2 separate regions of the Hordeum vulgare genome follow, and region 1 is linked to region 2. Evidence: chromatin contacts called from public HiChIP or PLAC-seq data. All regions are on one chromosome and are shown on one strand. Each heading gives the region's core, a stretch centred on a gene start, on an enhancer-like site or on the middle of the called end of the contact. The rest is flanking DNA. Distances are from core to core; before and after follow the strand shown. Region 1 holds the start of LOC123424768 (ribosome biogenesis protein NSA2 homolog). Region 2 holds the start of LOC123424763 (probable E3 ubiquitin-protein ligase BAH1-like 1).

Evidence for each region. HiChIP or PLAC-seq counts read pairs in DNA pulled down with a chosen protein or histone mark.
Region 1: a contact with region 2 is called in an H3K4me3 HiChIP or PLAC-seq map of embryo, with 10 times the contacts expected there. The contact joins the promoter of LOC123424768 here to the promoter of LOC123424763 in region 2. A contact is called at or near these places in 1 of 6 Hi-C or Micro-C datasets (seedling) and 1 of 1 datasets of contacts at active chromatin or transcription factors (embryo).

The regions. Positions count from the first base shown.
Region 1 is chr2H:44,308,987-44,312,219 of MorexV3_pseudomolecules_assembly, forward strand. LOC123424768 (ribosome biogenesis protein NSA2 homolog) reads left to right here and starts at 1,404. Exons shown (of 9, transcript XM_045108447.1): 1 at 1,404-1,491; 2 at 1,670-1,789; 3 at 1,888-1,955; 4 at 2,238-2,346; 5 at 2,427-2,495; 6 at 2,588-2,645; 7 at 2,946-3,181. The coding sequence starts at 1,489. It overlaps LOC123424767 (F-actin-capping protein subunit alpha), which reads left to right. Exons shown (of 10, transcript XM_045108446.1): 10 at 1-276. The coding sequence ends at 76.
Region 2 is chr2H:44,122,377-44,126,071 of MorexV3_pseudomolecules_assembly, forward strand. LOC123424763 (probable E3 ubiquitin-protein ligase BAH1-like 1) reads left to right here and starts at 2,307. Exons shown (of 6, transcript XM_045108442.1): 1 at 2,307-2,624. The coding sequence starts at 2,432.

The sequences.
Region 1 (3,233 bases), core at 154-2,653, 190 kb after region 2:
CCTTTTCCCATGGCATAACACGCATGCCATCAGCCTCACGCGGGACCTTGCCAAAGAGCTAGGGATAGGGAAATGAAGCCAGGTCGCTAGGTAGCTTCGTGTGGAATTTTTATCTCCATGCAATTTGCTTTTCTGTAGAGGCTGTACAATTCTTATCCTGTAATCAGCAGTTTTCTTCTTTCGGTTACTGTGGTTTCACATACCGGTGTAAATCAAGAGCTTGACCTTTCTTTTGTGGGGAAATCGCATCGCCAAAATATATGTTCATTCAGATTACGACTTGCATGCACTTGATGTGAGATGTTTGTTTTTGGTCTCCAATTCAAATGCATGTGTCCCTTGTGCTTTTTGAGATGTCCTGAAACAGATTTTATATCTGTTCCAAATTATAAGACGTTCTAACTTTTTTCTGAATCGAATGTATATAGATGTGTTTAGTGTGTTTGTTCACTCATTTCAGTCAGTATGTGGTCTATATTGAAATATCTTATAATTTGGGACTGAGGTGATATATACAAAATGTACAACTGACGAGAGATTAGGCAAAACAAACATTCATTGAAATTCTTACAATCATCTGTACGACAAGGTTTATCATGTATACCCTCATGGTGTGTTTGGTGGTGGCCCAAGTTTGCCCTACCAAAAATCTGTCTAGCCTAAATTTCACTCAAGGTTTTATTTTCCCATGAGTTGTCCAATATATTTTGCAAAAAATAAGAAAGAACCGGAGTGAACACAGTTACATTATTAACATGTCAAAAGATACGAATCCAAACAAAGTCCATATTCTCTTAGAAATACTAAGTGCAGCATAGAGACACCGGCCACATAAATGCAGTCATACATCGTCTACCGAAGATTGGATTACACCGAAGATTGATCAAGTAACCACAAACGCTACATGATTGATCATGTAACCACAAACGCTACATCGTCTACCGAAGGTTGGATTACAAAGAAGATTGATCAAGTAACCACAAACGCACCTTGCTGTCAGCCGAAACATACCTAGTATTTGACGGGCTAGGGGTATAACAACCCTGCTAACTACTGTACCTTTTTTGGAAAACCCTGTTAACTGCAGAGTAAAAAATAGCACGTTTAATTCCCAAACTCCAGAGTAAAAAAATGTTAATTCTCAGAGTCCATATTTTTGGTGGTCAACAGGTTACATTTCAGTCAGCGGTCACAACTTTCGACTCACAAGCGAAGAGCGTAGGCAAACGTGACCAATCAATTTTTTTCTTGAGCTGCAGCCAATGAATTACCAGAGCAAATGTATTTTTTTTTACATTTAATTACCAGAGCAGGCCTTTCTGGCCCATATTATGCGAGAGCCTCCTAACGGTCAAAAAATGTCCAGGCAGCCCAGATCGTGCAGCCCAAGGCCCATAAATACCTATAAACCCCAAAGTCGACGCCTCTTCTCCGTCCTTTCCGCCGCCTCCCCACCCCAAACACCGACCAGCGCTAGGGTTCGCCGCCATGGTAAGCCCCCTCCGTCTTCCTCCCGCCGCCTCCGCCCCGACCTCGCCGCCGTCCGCCCCGCTCCCGATTCGGCCCGTCCCGATCGCGCCCCCCGCTCTGCTCGCTCTCTGATTGCCGCATGATGTCTTTTCCCCACGAATTTTTGCGCTGATTTCCTCCGTTCTCGAGTTTGCTGCAGCCTCAGGGAGATTACATAGAGCTTCACCAGAAGCGCCATGGCCGGCGCATGGACTACGAGGAGCGCAAGCGCAAGAAGGAGGCGCGCTCCGTCAAGAAGAACTCCAAGGATGCCCGCAAGGTGCCGTCGTGATGCTGATGCGTCCCCTCTCCTTCGAGTCCCGTGTATGTTTCTCTGCGTTTCTGTCGCTGATGCGTGTGAGGTTTTGTATTTCGCAGCTGCTCGGTGCTAAGGGCAAGAGGTTCGCCAAGAAGCGGTATGCCGAGAAGGCACAGATGAAGAAGACGTAAGTTGATTTGTGTGTAATGTTTCATTCAGAATGGTTCCTTGCCTGCTGCTCCAATTGATACTTGCCTAGAACTTAGAGAGATGATGATTGTTCGCTATCGCAGTTGTGGTAGAACTTTTTAGAGACTAAGGGGGCAAACAACCCCCAGCCTCATTTAGGTGGAAGATTAGTGATACGAATAGGAGACGCTCCAGCATCAAAGATATTATCCTCATGATGTAGAATCAGCGTATCTGGTTACGGTTGTGTGGGCTTTACTCACAAGTGTTCTTCTTGCAGCTTGAAGATGCACGACGAGTCTTCTTCCCGGCAGAAGGTTGATGATGACGTTGAGGAGGGCGCTCTTCCTCCGTATCTGCTTGATCGTGATTCGACACAGCGTGCCAAGGTACACACTCTGTTCCTACCACCTGCCGTGCCGCATAGACCTTCTTATTGCGCTGCTTGCTGACTTATCGTCAATTGTAGGTTCTCAGCAACACGATTAAGCAAAAGAGGAAGGAAAAGGCTGGCAAATGGGACGTTCCTTTGCCAAAGGTAGTCCCTAGTGCAAACTGCTGTTGTCTACTTGCTTCAAAATAAGTGGATTCCTGCTCGTCTAAGTATTGCCATGCTTTATCTTCTTGCAGGTCAGACCTGTTGCTGAAGAAGAAATGTTCAAAGTTCTACGTACTGGCAAGAGGAAAAGTAAGTCACTATATGATCTATTAGGCAACCTAGGTTACTATTTGTAATTTGCATGTGCCACGCAGTCATATACTGGCATTGTTGAAGTTCGTAATTCCTTGGCAGTTGTTAGCCCATTTTTGTTCGGATGCTTTCCCAAAAGTGAATGTGCTGCAACTGCAAGACAACTGAATTATGATAACTTATGTTTTTGGTCTGAAGTTGCTTTTATTAACATTCGGTGAACGTTAGCACTGACTACACATACTATTTCTTCTCCATAGAGCCAAATAATTTAGGTGGTAAATTTTCCTTGTGCAGCCAAGCAGTGGAAGAGAATGGTAACTAAAGCCACCTTTGTTGGCCCTGGATTTACAAGGAAGCCACCAAAGTATGAGAGGTTCATCCGACCTACTGGTCTGCGTTTCACCAAGGCTCATGTGACTCACCCTGAACTGAAATGTACGTTCAACCTCGACATAATTTCTGTGAAGAAAAACCCAAACGGTCCAATGTACACTTCTCTTGGTGTTATGACGAGGGGAACAATTATCGAGGTATGTAAAGCAAACATTGTCTCACTGCATCAGTATTATAGCTGATACACTT
Region 2 (3,695 bases), core at 1,057-3,556:
AGATACTAGCAATTTTGCAAGCTCCAGTGATCCTTCAATGGACTGGTGCAAGCATCTCGGAGTTGGAATGTACACTTCGATGAGATGATCAAAGATTTTGGGTTTTTACAAGGTTTATGAGAAACTTGTATTTCCAAAGAAGTGAGTGGGAGCACTATAGAATTTCTGATAAGAATATGTGGTTGACATATTGTGAATCAGAAGTAATGTAGAATTTTTGTAAAGCATACAAGGTTGTTTGAAAGGAGTTTTTCAAAGGAATACCTGGATTGCGCTACTTGAACGTTGAGCATCAAAGATCTATAGATCGAAATCGCTTAATGGAAGTTTCAACAAGATGCATGCCTTGACAAGTTTTTGAAGGAGTTCAAAATAGATCAGCAAAGAAGGAGTTCTTGGTTGCGTTGTGAGGTGTGAATTTGAGTAAGACTCAAAACCCGACCCCGGCAGAATAAAGAGAATAGACGAAGGTCGTCTTCTATGCCTTGGCCGTAGAATCTGAAGTATGCCATGCTGGGTACCGCACCTGATGTGTACCTTAACTCAAAGTCTGTTGAGAGGTACAGAGAGTGATCCATGATTGAATCACTAGCAGCGGTCAAAATTTATCCTTAGTAACTGATGGGCTAAGGAATTTAGGGGAGTGATCTATATTGGGCAGCGGTCAAAGTCTCCAACAGCTGCCCTATCTTGGGCATTTGGCCAAAAAAATTTAGGGGAGTGATCTATATTTTGCCCAAGTGTTGTAAATATGGGGCAACTAGCCAACTGCACCATATTTTTTGGCCACGCGCGCGCGCGTCCAACTGCCACCGGAAGCTTCCCGCCCCACCGTGCGCCAATAAATTCCTACCCCAGCCGCGCGCCACCGCACCAAATTCGCCGCCGCCCATCCACCTCCCGCCGCGCCAACCACCCGCCGCCGTTCCCCCTCCCTCCAATCGCCGCCCGTCGTCGCCGTTCCCCCTCTTCCGCCATGGCACCGCGCCGCCGCCCGAGCTCCGGCTTCTTTGGCGTGCGGGAGCGCCCCTCCGGCCGATTCGCGGCGGAGATCACCGCCGACGGAGTTCGGTGGTGGATAGGGACATTCGACTCCGCGTCGCCGATGCACTTCGTCGATGTGACGGACGGGCACGAGCAGCGCCGCCAGCAGCGGGGCGAGCGCGCGAACCTGCGGGCGGCGCAGATCAACGAGCTCCGCATGGAGACGCTCCGCCGCGACCACCCCGAGCTCGTGCAGGCGGAGCTCGACTTCTTCGTTGGGCGGAAGAAGAAGAAGAAGGCCGCCGCCGCCCGAGCCGACGGTGCGGGGCCGTCCGATCCACCGCCGTCGCCGCCGAACCGTATCAATGCCGGGTCGTCGTCGTCGTCGTCGCTCGGCTCCTCGTTCTAGGACTCCGACTCCGACGCGCACGTCCTGGACTAGGCGCCGCCGCCGATTAGTCGTCGTTAGGTTAAAATTAGATTTAATTTTATCGCCGTTCTGCTGTTCGTTTGTCGAACTTGTATCTGCTATGTGTCAAAATATAGCCGTGTGAGTTTAAATTTCGCGTTGGAGATGCATTTGGGGCAGCTGTTGGAGCAACGCACTGCCCTATCTTGGGCTGTTGGTAAATCAACAGATGTTTCGCTGTCCTATACCGAGATTTTGGCTGCCCTATAATCAAAAAATTGTTGCCCTATCTTGGGCAGCTGTTAGAGATGCTCTTACCCCTAGTAGTGTACTAGAAGTTATTAAATGACATGCTAAAAGTAAGGGCACTGTTGAAAAAAGTGCCAAAAAGTCTTAAAAAGACCCTCTATAGAGACTTTTTCTTTTAGTCACAAATACCTTATTTTAGTCTTAAAAGTCCCTCCTGTTTGTTTCATATATGAAACTAAAAGAAAACTTTTTTTAATCCCTACATTAAAAAGTCCGTGGAAACAAACACCCCCTATGTTACTTCCATTGTGGGTAACAGGGTGTTGAATGACTTCCGCAGCGCCCCTTTCCGAATCCCTATACAATCCTCATCGCATCGAGCCAGGCAGCGACCGGCAGGACACGCATCATTGAGCAGAGGAAACGACGGGAAAGCAGGACACGAGCCAAAGGACGGCGACCGCGCCAAATATTACACCCCCGTCGTCGTCTCGTCGCGAATGAGCACCGCCCGCCGCCGGGAACAATAAATAAGCCTCTGCTTCCTTCCTCTCTGCTCCCCCACCCAATCGCGCCCGTCCTCAAGCTTTCCTCCCCTCTTCACGTGAACCGCTCAACCAACGCTCACACCATCCTCGCCTCCGCCCGCCCGCCCGCCCGCCCGTGACTCTCGCCCTCCTTCCTCCGCCACCGCGCGCCCGCCTCTCTCCCGTGCTCCATCCGCCATCCAATTAACGCCAACAGCAACAGTTTCGATCGAGGGCGCGGAAATCACCCGCCCGCCCGGCCATGAAGTTCACCAAGAGGTACGAGACGTACATGCGCGGGATGCGGACGGCGGCGGAGCAGCAGCTCCCCGCCGTCGGCCTCAAGCGCCTCAAGAAGATGCTCAAGAAATGCCGCTCCCACCACGCCCCGCACCACAAAACCTCCTCCGCCGACGCCGGCGCCTCCTCCGCCCGCTGCCACGGCCATTGCTCCGGTAAACAAGACACCACGACCATCTCCACTTTCTCTCTTTCCGGCCGGCGCCGTTGTTTCAGCCCGTGATTTCTTCCTCGTGCTAATTTTGACCCGTGAAATACTAGCCGGAATCTTTTCTTCTTCTTCTTCTTCTTCTTCTATCTGAATAGGTCCGTCCGTAGCGGATTCCCCCTACGGCAAAATGACAAGCCTAGAGTAGAAGATGACCGGAGCCCCGTACGTCGCTGTCGGCGCCGAACAGCTGCCGGTATTTTCGGCATTTCAGTTGCTTCACGCTGCGACCAGCTTGACGAATTCTGCATGGAACCTGTGTACGGGTGTGCCTGCACGCTAGCTTTCGTATTCTTTCTGCAAGCTGGCCCTTGCCGAGCAAGCTGGCCCTTGCCGAATAAGGCGTTGTCTAACTGGTTGTGCGCGTAACTAGTATCTCAACCGTTACTATTTCATATGGATCCAATCCTTTTGCATGTGCATGCCCCTTCTTCTAGTCTTTTTCTGCTCAGTGACACATGCATGCCTAGAGCATCTTTTCTCTCTCCTCAATCATAGTTACTTTTATTTTTCTTTTGATAGTTTAGATGACTCATATCTTTAAATTTTTTTATTTTATTTTTAAAACTCTTTATATATTTAACTCACGGCGCTAAGGTCTTTAGAACAAGATCAGTATTGTATAAATTATAAAAACATTTTTGTTAGCTGAAATTGAAATATGATTTTATAGTAGCTTTGTTGTTAGTGAGGAAACTTTGCTAGAAAATGCATTTGGAACCAATGAATTTTGTAAACAGCTTGTCTGAACTTTTATAAAAATATATATGAAATTTTATTGGAAATATATCGATATTGGACTTATTTCGTAGAGCTGGCCGTGATAAACTCAAATACATAAACGAATTTAAATTTGTAAAAAACATTTAAAAGTTTTTCTAGCAAACATAGTGCAACTACTAGTAGCTATTTAGTAGTAGTACATACAGCTAAAAGGCAAGTGATATTCTCTACTACTAGACCATAGACCCTACTGCTTGCATGCATGCCTGATTGATGTATTGATTTGATCTGCATG